Linked DNA regions of Mus musculus: region 2 is linked to region 1. A link is a contact called in public Hi-C data. All regions are on one chromosome and are shown on one strand. Each heading gives the region's core, a stretch centred on a gene start, on an enhancer-like site or on the middle of the called end of the contact. The rest is flanking DNA. Distances are from core to core; before and after follow the strand shown.

Region 1 (5,585 bases), core at 1,128-3,627:
CCGAGTTCCATCAGTTTATGTAGAGCTGGGGATGGTGGAAGCCAGGGCCTGTGCATGCTAGGCAAACACTCTACCAACTGAGCTATTTCCCCAGCTCACTCTTGTCTCCACTGTACACGCAGGGAAGCTGAGGTGCAACACAGAGCACTGACTTCCTGGTAAACGGTTTTCTATGTCTGAGTCCTAAGTCCATTGCATGATATCTACCCTATCACAGATTTCAGACCCATCAAGAGAACTCTGAGCTGACCGAGTGCCCAGGATGCTGTGTGGCACTGCATCCATCCATCCATCCATCCATCCATCCATCCATCCATCCTTTCACGGTACAATCTCTTCTGTGCCTCATGCCCGTGTGTGTGATGCCTTTGCTCACACGGATCTGTGGGTTCCAGAGGCTGCTTGTTGCAGCATCTAAGGCTGCAGGAGCTGCATCAGGCAAAGCCCAGCAGTGTGTAAACAGGGCAAACACAGGGTTCCCACTCTGACCACATGGCCCTGGTGCCCAAGGCTAGAGTTCCCTCCTTGGCATCTGGATTTCATGGGCACGTGTGACAGCCTTTGTTAGGGAACACAGTGTCTCCTTCCCTGCCCCAGATTCCTCCCATGGCCTTGAGGTCCTGCCAGCCCCATTGGCCACCACCTCCCCTAGCTTCCTGCTTCCTGTCTGGGCAGACCCCACCCCATCCAGGCTCCAGACAGTAGAGAGAATGTGTCCTCACCCCTGGGAACTGGGTTTGGGATACAAAGGGAATGTGCCTGCCTATGCTGCTGAAGGGGTTAAATATTCTTCCCACCTCCCTTTTCTGAGGACAAAGCTGTGGTGCCAGGGCTTTGCCACCCATGGCTAGGAAGAGCCAGTGTAGTCGTGGGTGGTACAGCACATGCCAAGTTTATATTCTGACCTCCATTGCACAGGAATGTGTGGGTCCTGACTGTCATTTAGCAGCTGTGTGTCTCTGCACAAAGCACTTAACCTCTCTGAGCCTCCAGCTTTTCACTGGGGCATAGTTTCATTAGATGTTATCCAAACTCTGCTCCTGATGTACCTTGGACTTTCAGAGGCGTGCTGAGGATGTATGTAGCTCAGGGGAAGAGTGCTTAGCTCACAGGCTTCATTCTGCGGCTGTAAGCTGCTCTCAAATGAGATCCAGTAACAAAATGTATGAATATTGGCCCTTACTAGGATACACCAAGGTTAGAAATCGCCTCAGGTCACGTTTAGTGTCAAAATGAGTTATGAAAATACCAAATCCAAGTTATCAAACCTTTGGAAGATTTACACAGTATTCAGGACATAGCAAGGAACCTGAGGAGATCGCTGGGCTCATCTGAACTTGGAGTGGGTAGAGAATAGTCCAGTTTCAAGGTAGAAGTGGACCCCTGGGTTCCCAGCCTCAAGGGCCTTGTGCTCCCTCATCTTGCCTCAGTCTGGGTGGAGCAATCAAGAACAATGCGGAGGGGCCACTCGAAACGCCCAGGCTGGCTATCCAGTGGCAGGAAGAAACTGGCTGTCCTGCCCAGGGTACTACAGCATTCACATTTGGTGGCAACTGCCCTAACGCCCATTCCCAAACTGCTCACAGCGTCAGAGGTCCGTCCACAGGGCATCGAAGCTGACCGGATTACAAGTTCGGGTCTTAGAGGATGGATCAGATAGATCATCATGGAAGTATGACCCCCACCTTCCTTAACAGTTCTTCCAGGGAATTGTTGCTGTACCCAGTTCCACAGCTGAGGGGAGCCTTCTGCTCCCCCAAGCCCTTAGGGGAGCCCCCTGGGCTGACCTCTTGCTACCCAGGGCTTGCAGGTTCTGACTCCTTACCCGTGGGGTGCTGCAGTCTGCCCCAGCGTGCACAGCCCTCTGCCTGGGCCTCCATGGTTTGGATATAAGGTGACAGGGTGCATGCTTACCTAAGCTCAAGGTCAGGTTAACAGAGGTGGGGTACTGCACCCCGAAGGCCATGGATGGGCTCTGCCACCAGGTGCTGTCATCGGGGCTGTGGAAGTCTGTGAGGTAGGAGGCGTCGTGGCGTCGTCCGGGGTCAGCATCGTCGCAGCGCTGGCACTGTAGCCCAGCCCCTGGTGCCCCCACGTGTGGACAGAAGTCCTCCGGGGGCCGTCCGCACGTGTGGGAGGCCTCGGCGCGTCGGCCGAACGCCGCGTTCTCGAACTCAGGCAGACAGCGCTGTGCGCGTCCCACACCGTCGTAGCAAGAGCCCATGTCCGCGCCTGCCGCGAAGTGTGTCTCCTGAATCACCAGCGCCATCGATGCCACCGTTGCCAGGAGGGACAGGACCCTGGATACAGCCATGGTCCTCGCCCCGCTCTGCACTGCTCCGGGATCCACTCTACGCTGCGGTCTGCGCTTAGCCCCTCTGCGCTCCACTGGCCCCTGGAGTCCTCCCCTGCAGGCGGAACCCGACGGCATCTGAGGGCGGGACCCATGCAGGCGACACCCCACCATCCGAGCTCCGTCCCTTCGTGCTCACCCCCACCTGCTGGACGTGCCTGGGAGTGCCTGCTTGTTCTGGCTGGGTCGTGGACTCGGGAACTGTGAACCTGGCTCCACAGTCCTCCCTGCAAAATGGTCTCGGTAGAGACACCAAGTTATTCTGCTAATGCGGCTCTTCTATGGAAGCTCTGCACTTGTGTACCTTCCTGAGCTGAAAGGCAAGACAAGCGCAGGTCTTCACCTGACAGAATGACCTTTGGCAGTTTTCCTCCGTACCTGTCCAGTGTTCTCTGTCAAAAGTGTTGCGCTCCTGGCGTCTCCTCCCAAAGCAGATATTGTCACCTGGGATTTATCAAAAGGCTTCCTCTTATCAACAGAGGCCTCCCCTTCTCTCCACCAAACTAATGTCCTTCCCAAGGCACCTTCTGGCCCTTGTAGACAGTAAAACAAAATGATCCCATGGGAGCGGGACACCGTCAGATTCCCACAGCCACGGTTGGATAGATCCAGTAAGACTCCAACCCTGCATGAAAGTTATGATCAGGGTTAAGGAAGTGGTTCTCTTGGGGTCTGGCATGGGTAGTCAGGGGTACAGGGCAAATTGTGGTAGGGAGCCTTGTGCTAGCCCCCTCTGGGGCCTCCTTCCTTACACTGCTAGCTAGATACAGGATCACAAGGACACCTTGAGAGGAGGACAAAGGCAAGTTTGGGATGAAAATGGACTCCTGTTGCTGTGGACGCGGACCACCAAGGAGGCCCATGTTCTTTGCCTCTGTCTGCAGAGCAGACTCCTGCACCCCTAATATCTCTTAATCAAGGGCTCAGCTTGGGTGAGGTCCTTAGATACTGTCTCAATTCAACCTACAAGGCTTCTATTGATTTCCTTGAGAGACTGAGTAGGCGAGAGACCCACACTGCACAACACAGAAGCCATTAGTCACATGATATCTGGGCCCCTTCTGTATCACCCATGGGGCTGTGGCAGAGCCCACACCTTGTCTCACTAAGACTGCCCCCGAATCTTCTCCTTCTATCTGCCTTTGCAGCCAGGGTCCCTGGAGCTAGCTTCTGTCCTTCTGGACGAATATTCTGGTATACATGAGGTCCCAGAGAAAGAAGGTTTCTCTACATATTTCACTTCTATAGCCTGTGTTGAGATCCCTGTGTGCTAACCATAGCCCTAATGGTGCACGCATGTGCACACGAGCACACACACACACACACACACACACCTCTGCTGCAGTCAGCACCAGCTGTACTGTAGTGACAGTGGCTTCCCTGGGAACAGTGTTCTGTGTGGCAGCCTCTGAGGTCCCTCCAACCTTCCACTGAGCACATACAACAGAAATTTCTAAGCATCGGGGCAATATGTGCTGCTCAACTCCCAGATCATTGAAAATAATCACTATAGCGAAGCCAAGAGCTGCTAAGAAATAGCTCCAGGACCCTGCAAGGCTGGCTAGTCTGGGCTCTGGCGAGCAGGGCCTCTGTCCGTCCTCTCTGTGCTTGGGCAGGATGCAAAGGTCTCACAGCCCAATAAGAGGGATGGTGCTTGTCACATCATAGCTACTAATGATGGGCTGACCAGCCAGCCACAGCAGCTGGCATACCAAAGTGGGGACTTAGGAGAGGGAGCCGTGACCAGTTCCACATGGTCAGGGTAGGCTTCCTAAAAGAGGTTAAGTTGGGCAGAATGATCAAGGAAAGACGATCACAGAGGTGTTGTACATTTGTCAAGGCCAGGAGGCTAGCAAGCCGGCCATCATGTTGGCATGCAGGGCAGGGGCTGGTGATGGGGCTTGGGTGGTAGCAGTCCCATGGCATGAACTTGTCTTTGTCCTGTACAGGGCTTCAGGCTGAGTACTGTCAAGGGGCAGGAGCCGGATGTGTTTCACTCTGGTATCCTCAAGATCTGCACCCTGCAGCAGCCAGGGCATGTTTGTGGGGTACACAGAACTCCAGGCTGGTTTTGGGTCCCGGGCTGGAAGTGATGGCCTCTTTCAGGACCTGCTGGATGGCCACCAAACGGGCCAGCATTCCTGAACGTCTGTCTTTCCTTGGCTGGTGATCTCAGTGGAGGTTTCAGTGGTGCCTCAGGTTCCCTGCTTTGCTTTTCTCTAAGTCTCTAAGTCTCTAAGGTGTTCCATGTCAACCACCTGGTGGCGACATTGGCTGCAGTACAGGGACAGGCCTCTCTTGCCTCCTAGAAGGCAAAAATGTGGTGGCCCGTGGTTGCACTGCTGTGTGGAATTGACCAGCAACCAGCCAAGAAGCCAGACGGAGATGGGAATGGAGTCCAGGGCCGGTTGCCTGTCTCAGCTCCACAAACTGTTCCCTTGACTCTCTACCAGACCTGTCCCTTGCCACCTAGGGACAGCATGCCAGATTAGGCTATATAATCTGGTGGATTGGCAGACTCCAGGGGAGTCTCAGAGACAAGAGTGACTCCCAGGAGCACACAGCTGGAGGCCGGCAGAGTCAAGTCTCCAATCGCCTCCGGGATGGCAGCCATCTTGTATTTGCTCTCCAGGACAGACACCGTCAATCCTGGGGAGTCTCTTCCCAGGCAGAAGGGTGGGTGCTCAGAGTTCAGGCTCCGGGAGAGCCCCAGTGGAGGGGAAGTGCATCAGGTGGCTTTCACCCATCCCTCCTGTGAGGGCTTTGTGGCTGAGTCTTAGGATCCAAGGTAAAGTCTTTGAGGTCTGGCTCTAGCTGCACAAAGCGGGGAAACGGCCCTTAGCGGGGAAGTGGCTTGCTTAGGACACGTCAGGGCAGTAAGAGACCAAGTAAGAAGACCAACCATTGTATGGTTGTTTCTTCTTAGGAGAGGGTTTGGGGAGGGCACAGAATCCTGAGTGCCTCCAAGACACAGGGATATATGTGCACCCCCAAAGTCTTAGGACTTTCTAGATATGGGGGACAAAATGGCAATTTAACTGTACCAGCTGGAAAGGGATTGGTGGGACAGCTAAGGACTGCCCATGTGCAATGCTGGACCTTGAGAGGGCGTGGCCACCTGTCCGTCAAGGAGCCTGTGCTCCTCCCATTTCACCGAATTCAGGATTCACTCACACATTCAACCCTCTTGAGACGAGGGGTCTACCCTGGGCTATTCTGGGGTCTACCCTGG
Region 2 (5,585 bases), core at 1,409-3,908, 43 kb before region 1:
GCGCAATAACTTTTAATGGGTCTTCTATACATTCGCAGGATGCTCTGAGTTCAACTGCCCATTCTAGAAACCTCCATCCTCATCCAACGTCATCTCTCTGGGCCGAACACCAGGCTGTGGAACTTAACACTGAGTCCCAAGGGCTACTCAGAGTGGGTGCCTCTGAACATGGCATATGTAAGGGCAGACAGAAGGAAGAGACACAAGAGCCATCCAGTCTGTGACTGACTCTGAGAGAGGGTGCGTGGATATATATATGGTCTCTGTCATCCACCTGCCCACTCGTGTCATCTGTCCATCCTCTTTCCTCTCACTGCTTTACTCTCTACTCAGCACCCAGACTCCCCTCCCTTGGCTTGGCTGCTTTAAAGCTCCCAGGCATTTTGAGGGAGGCGCCTGACTCTTGGAGGTGCTATTTTTCATGTTTGCACCCCACCCCATCCCAGTTTCCCCTGGAGGCAGCCCCTCCCTCTTCCAGGTCCCAGATTCAAAGCTGACCTGCATAAAGGGCTCCATCTTCTCCAAGGCTCTTCCAGCCTCCACCTGCAGGGCTCCCACAGACTGGCCCACCTCGGGCTCCTTCTGCTCCAGCTTCTGCTCCAGGGCCTTCACTTTCCAGCTCAGGCCCCTGGCTTGGAAGTTCTGCGGATTTGAGGAGAAGGTAGGCTCAGGTAGAGCTGAGGACCAGACCCTTTGCTCAGGGAAAAGTGCCCCACTGTGCTGAGGGTCAGCCTGTGGCTACTAGCCCAGAACTGAAACTTTTGATCCTGATCTCAGAGTGCCTCCTGTTGTCCCCGGGACCTCAGATACTCAGGGGCAAGGCAATGGCAGGATACAGCAGGGTTTCAGAGAAATCAAGCTGGGAGAATTTGCCAGTGGAGGCTCAGACCCCAGCCCCACCAATTTCTGGCTAGGCAGCCCTGGGTGACTCCTGCTACCTGGCCTGACCTGTGCGTATACTGCCTTTGTTCCTTGCAAGGTGAGAGAACCCCTTCCCAGACTCACAACCCTTCCTCCATCTGAACCTTAACCTATGTGCTCCAGAATACAGCGTTCCTGATGTTAGAAAGGCAGAACTGTGTAGCTGTGTATGATCCCGAGCTCTCAGTGGTATCTGGGTCATCCAGGTTATTGCATGTAAAGAAAGCAAGGGAAGCCATGAGACGGTAGCCGCAGGCAGCCTCTGTCTCAACCGCACTTGGATAGCTTTCTTTCTGGCTTTTACTTCCTTGGTGTTGAGGGTGGAGCCCAGGGCCTTGTGCATGCTGTGCACACACTCTCCCCAGGTGCTGCACCAACAGCTGGCTTAGTGCTCTACTAAAGCCGGGTTTCTGAGGCTGGAGAGCTCAGGATTCCCCAACAGACAAGCTAGGCAGGATGAGGAGTGTTCAATGCTCGGCTGCCTAGATCCCTTCCAGCTCCCACCTCTAAAATTAAGCCACAGGAGGGTGAGTCCAAGGGATAGAGGGTTACTAGTGGCTAGAACTCAGGGAGGGACATCCTTGGTCAAGGTCACTGCTGGAGTGGGAATTGGGGCACACATCACTCCCATCCCTCTGATGTCCTTGTTCATGTCATAGTTATAGCCTTGGGATGGAAGACTGGCAGAACCCCTCCTGTTTCAACAGGCCACTTCCCAGTTAACGAGAAGCCCTTCCCGCCTCCATCTGGCCCTCTGGCTGCTCCATTATTTAGAACCTTTACTGCCACCCAACGAGGAGATCCAGGGATGTTGAACTGACCATTGCTTCAGGGGTGACCAGCAAGCCTAGATGTGGGGCTGCGTCACCAATGACTTGCTTCACCGTGGCCAGTGCCTTTTCAGCTTTGGGCAGCGCCTCTGCCACAGCTATGCCCAGGGCAGTCTGAGCTGCCTGCACCTCCTGGTACCTGGGAGGAAAGAGGTCAGGATGAGGCACAGAACAGGGTGCAGGACATGCCCCCCCCCACCCCCACCCCCGTCCATCTCTCTCAAAGCTGTTGGCTGGAGCTGTTGATCTGCAAAGGTCGGACTCGCCCCGTGCAGGTCAGGACCCAGCAGCTGGCCTGGGAAAGTGGCTGTGACTCTGCAGCTTTCCGGCCGTGTGTGTGTGTGTGTGTGTGTGTGTGTGTGTGTGTGCCTGTGAGTGTAGTGTAGGTGTCCAGGGAGACAAGAAGCATCCGATGCCCTGGAGCTAGAGTTGGGGGCAGAGACAAGAAGCATCCGATGCCCTGGAGCTAGAGTTGGGGGCAGTTGTGAGCCCAAGAGTTCTCTCCAAGAGCATTAAGTGTTCCTGACAGCCGAGCCCTCTCTCCAGTCTCTGAAGCTTTCAGATGAGCAGACCCATCATTCCCTTATTCCCATGCTTCTCTGCCCAGGCTAGGGTGCACCTGAGAATCACACATTCTGCAGACCCTTAGATCCTCTTGGCAAGCTGCAGAGAGAGCTACCTGTGTGTGTGTGGGGGGGGGGGGAATAGAAGACCAGTGGCATAGGCTGTGATCTTGGTTGACCATGCTCTTGCTGCCGACCTTTGGCATATGTTGCTGTTTGGATATAAAATGGCCCCCATGGGAGCATGTATGCAAACACTTGGTGGTTCCCATGTAGTGTCATTGAGGAGTTAGCTTTGAGGAGGTGGAGACTTGCCAGAGGAAGTGGGTAACTTTATGAGGAGGACTTCCTGCTCACTCTCTGCTTCTGGATTGTAGGTACAACATTGCCAGCCCACATCCTGCTCTTGCCCCATGCCTTCCCTGCATGAAGCCATGGATAACCGGCCCAGCAGAGATGAAGATATGTTATCAAGTTACAGAAACCTTGGATTCCAGGAATTAGAATTTCTTCAGGAGCCGGGCAGTGGTGGCACACACCTTTAATCCCAGCACTTGGAAGGCAGAGGCAGGAGGATCTCTGAGTTTGAGACCAGCCTGGTCTACAGAGTGAGTTCCAGGACAGCCAGGGCTACATACAGAAACCAGGCCTCAAATACCAAATACCAAAAACAAACCAACAAACAAAGAATTCCCTCAGGAGAAAGCCTATCTCCTGAACCAGCCAGAGGCAGAGCATTTCCCCCAGAAGATCACAAGAAAATGACAGCAACCAGAATCATGATGAGTCTCCGATGGGCAGGCCACACCTTGCCCAGGACTGCTTAAACATTAGCCTCCCAGCTGCCTAAAGACAAACCGACAGGAACAGCAAGGAGTTCCCCACTGCGTATCTTTGTCCCTCCTTCCAGTGTGGCCATGTTGATAAGTCTCCTTCTTATGTTTTTCACTATTAATTCGGCCTTCTCATCCAAGGATAAATAGCTGAACCTGGCTTGTTGGGGCACACGCTGTGATTCTAAGCCCAAGCTCTCTCAGAATGATGGAAGACCTCCCTGGACTGGAAGCAGAAGAAACCTTTCCTCCCTTAGTTGTTTCAGATCAGGTACTTTGTTACAGCAACTAGGAGGGTAATTAATACTGTATATTACATGCCATTGACAGCGGAGACTTGAATGATAGGAAGGACCGACGGGGAGCTGGTTCTGGAAGCAGTAGCCTCTAGCTGGTTCTTACAGGCTCCTGGACGCTCAGCCCAAGCTTCTCTGCACACCATGGAGACCTCACCTGTCCTCCAGTTCCTGCTGGGCTTCCGAGGCCACTCTGCCTTCCATCAGCTTCAGGAGCTCATAGCTGGCGTTGGAGGCGAGCAGGGCCCTTTCCGAGGTAGCTTCGATCTTGGTGGCCGTGTCCCTGTGGCTGTATGAATTGGCATGACTGTCACTGTGAGCACACACAAGTGCTGGTGCCCAGACCACACCCCTGCCTGCTTCGAGGGTCTCCAGCCACTTGCCGCTGCAGCAACAGCAGGGACACTCTGGGTTTTGACTCCTGTCACACATCAGTTACACCTGTGGTGCGGGTAGGAGGATGGGCAAAGGCCTCTCATACAGACAACACAGCGGGGAGTGGGCAATCCTGCCTCTTATCATGTGTCCTCCGTGAGGGAATCAGCTGACTTCTCTGGATCTGTCTCCACATCTCTAAAGTGAGTTTGATCGCCAGAGCTAAAGAGGAAAACTGTGAGCTAGAGGGGTGGAAAGCGTCTTTTGCTTTTGCACAGGCCCAGAATTCAGTTCTCAGCACCCACACGGGCCAGCTCATACCTGACTCCAGCTTCTGGGATCCTACACTGTCTAGCTGCCACAGGTAGAGTTATTTATCTTTGCTATGTGTGTACGTGTGTGTCTGTGTGTGCATGTGAGTGCAGGCGCCCTCAGAGGTGGAGAAGTGGGAGTCAGGTTCCCTGGAGCTGCAGCGTAGGAGGCTGTGAGTCACCTAATGTGGGTGCTGGAGACTGAACTCAGGTCCCCTGGAAGAGCAATTCATGCTCTTAACCGCTGAGACATCTCTCCAGCTTCCAAACAGATCTTTTTTTTTTCTTTTATTCTAAGAGGAAAATATGCTGGACATAGTAGCATAGATCCTTAATCCCAGCACTTGGGAAGCAGAGGCAGGCGGATTTCTGAGTTCGAGGCCACCCTGGTCTACAGAGTGAGTTCCAGGACAGCCAGGGCTACACAGAGAAACCCTGTCTCGAAAAAAAACAAAAACAAAAACAAAAACAAAAAAACAAAACAAAAAAAAAAAAGAAAAGAAAAGAAAGAAAAAAAAAAAAGAAAAGAAGCACACCAAAAAAGAGGAGAATCTATGTGATGCAACACATACATGTAAAATGTAAAAGATGAAATTTGCTATGAATTCTATGCTTTTAGGATCATAAGTTTTTTGTTTTTGTTTTTGTTTTTAAGGAAGCAGAAAAAAGCATCCAGCTGCTTCCCTGGAGAGACAGCACAGTTGGCAAACTGCTTGCTTTGCAAGCAGTAGGTCCTAAGTTTGATCCCCAGGACCCACATGAAAAGCTGGGTGCAGAGGGTGCATGTGTGATCCCGGCCGGGGAGGAAGAGACTTAGATCCCGGGGTTGGCTGGCAAGGCAGGTTAGCCTCATTGGTTAGCCCCATGCCAGCGAGCAGCCCTGTGTCCAAAAAATGGTACATGTCACCTAAGAAATGTCACCCCAAGCTGTTGTCTGGCCTTTACATGCACCTGTGTGAGTGTGCTGAGATGGCTCAGCAGTTAAGAGCACTGTCAGCTCTTCCAGAGGTCCTGAGTTCAATTCCCAGCAACCACATGGTGGCCCACAGCCATCTGTAATGGGATCCGATGCCCTCTTCTGGTGTGTCTGAGGACAGGTACAGTGTACTCGTATACATAAATAAATAAATCTTGAAAAAAAAAGAAAAAAAGAATCATCTTCCCACCTTGTGTGTATGTGTGAAGGCCAGAGGTCAACCTCAGGTATGCCTACCTTGTTTTAAGATATTATTATTATTATTATTATTATTATTATTATTATTGGTTTTGTTTGTTTGTTTGGTTTTGTTTTTTGAAACAGGGTTTCTCTGTATAGCCCTGGCTGTCCTGGAACTCACTTTGTAGACCAGGCTGGCCTCGACTCAGAAATCTGCCTGCCTGGATTAATAATAATATCTTAAGATGGGCGTGGTGGCTCACACCTTTAATCTCAGCACTTGGGAGGCAGAGGCAGGCG

The links. Hi-C and Micro-C count contacts between places; a contact is called where the count stands out from the background.
Region 2: a contact with region 1 is called in a Hi-C map of Th1 cells, with 1.8 times the contacts expected there. The contact joins the enhancer-like site here to the promoter of Lamc3 in region 1. A contact is called at or near these places in 4 of 39 promoter capture datasets (embryonic stem cells, hippocampal neurons and stem cell-derived epiblast-like cells), 1 of 15 datasets of contacts at CTCF or cohesin (CD8 T cells), 27 of 484 Hi-C or Micro-C datasets (B cells, the HL-1 cell line, the N1E-115 cell line and 15 more), 3 of 115 datasets of contacts at active chromatin or transcription factors (embryonic stem cells and epiblast stem cells) and 4 of 9 other capture datasets (adipose tissue, embryonic stem cells, liver and 1 more).

Annotation. Positions count from the first base shown.
Region 1 is chr2:31,884,073-31,889,657 of GRCm38.p6, reverse strand. Lamc3 (laminin gamma 3) reads right to left here and starts at 2,377. Exons shown (of 28, transcript NM_011836.4): 1 at 1,915-2,377. The coding sequence starts at 2,314.
Region 2 is chr2:31,926,939-31,932,523 of GRCm38.p6, reverse strand. Lamc3 (laminin gamma 3) reads right to left here. Exons shown (of 28, transcript NM_011836.4): 21 at 3,601-3,732; 22 at 1,743-1,890; 23 at 499-642. Among named protein-coding and RNA genes, the nearest start is that of Aif1l, 21 kb to the left of the region's middle. Within about 2 kb of position 2,658, at least 20 of the 459 cell types and tissues checked have an H3K27ac peak or open chromatin away from gene starts, as enhancers often do. A contact at or near this core is called in CD8 T cells and Th1 cells, where this site is marked.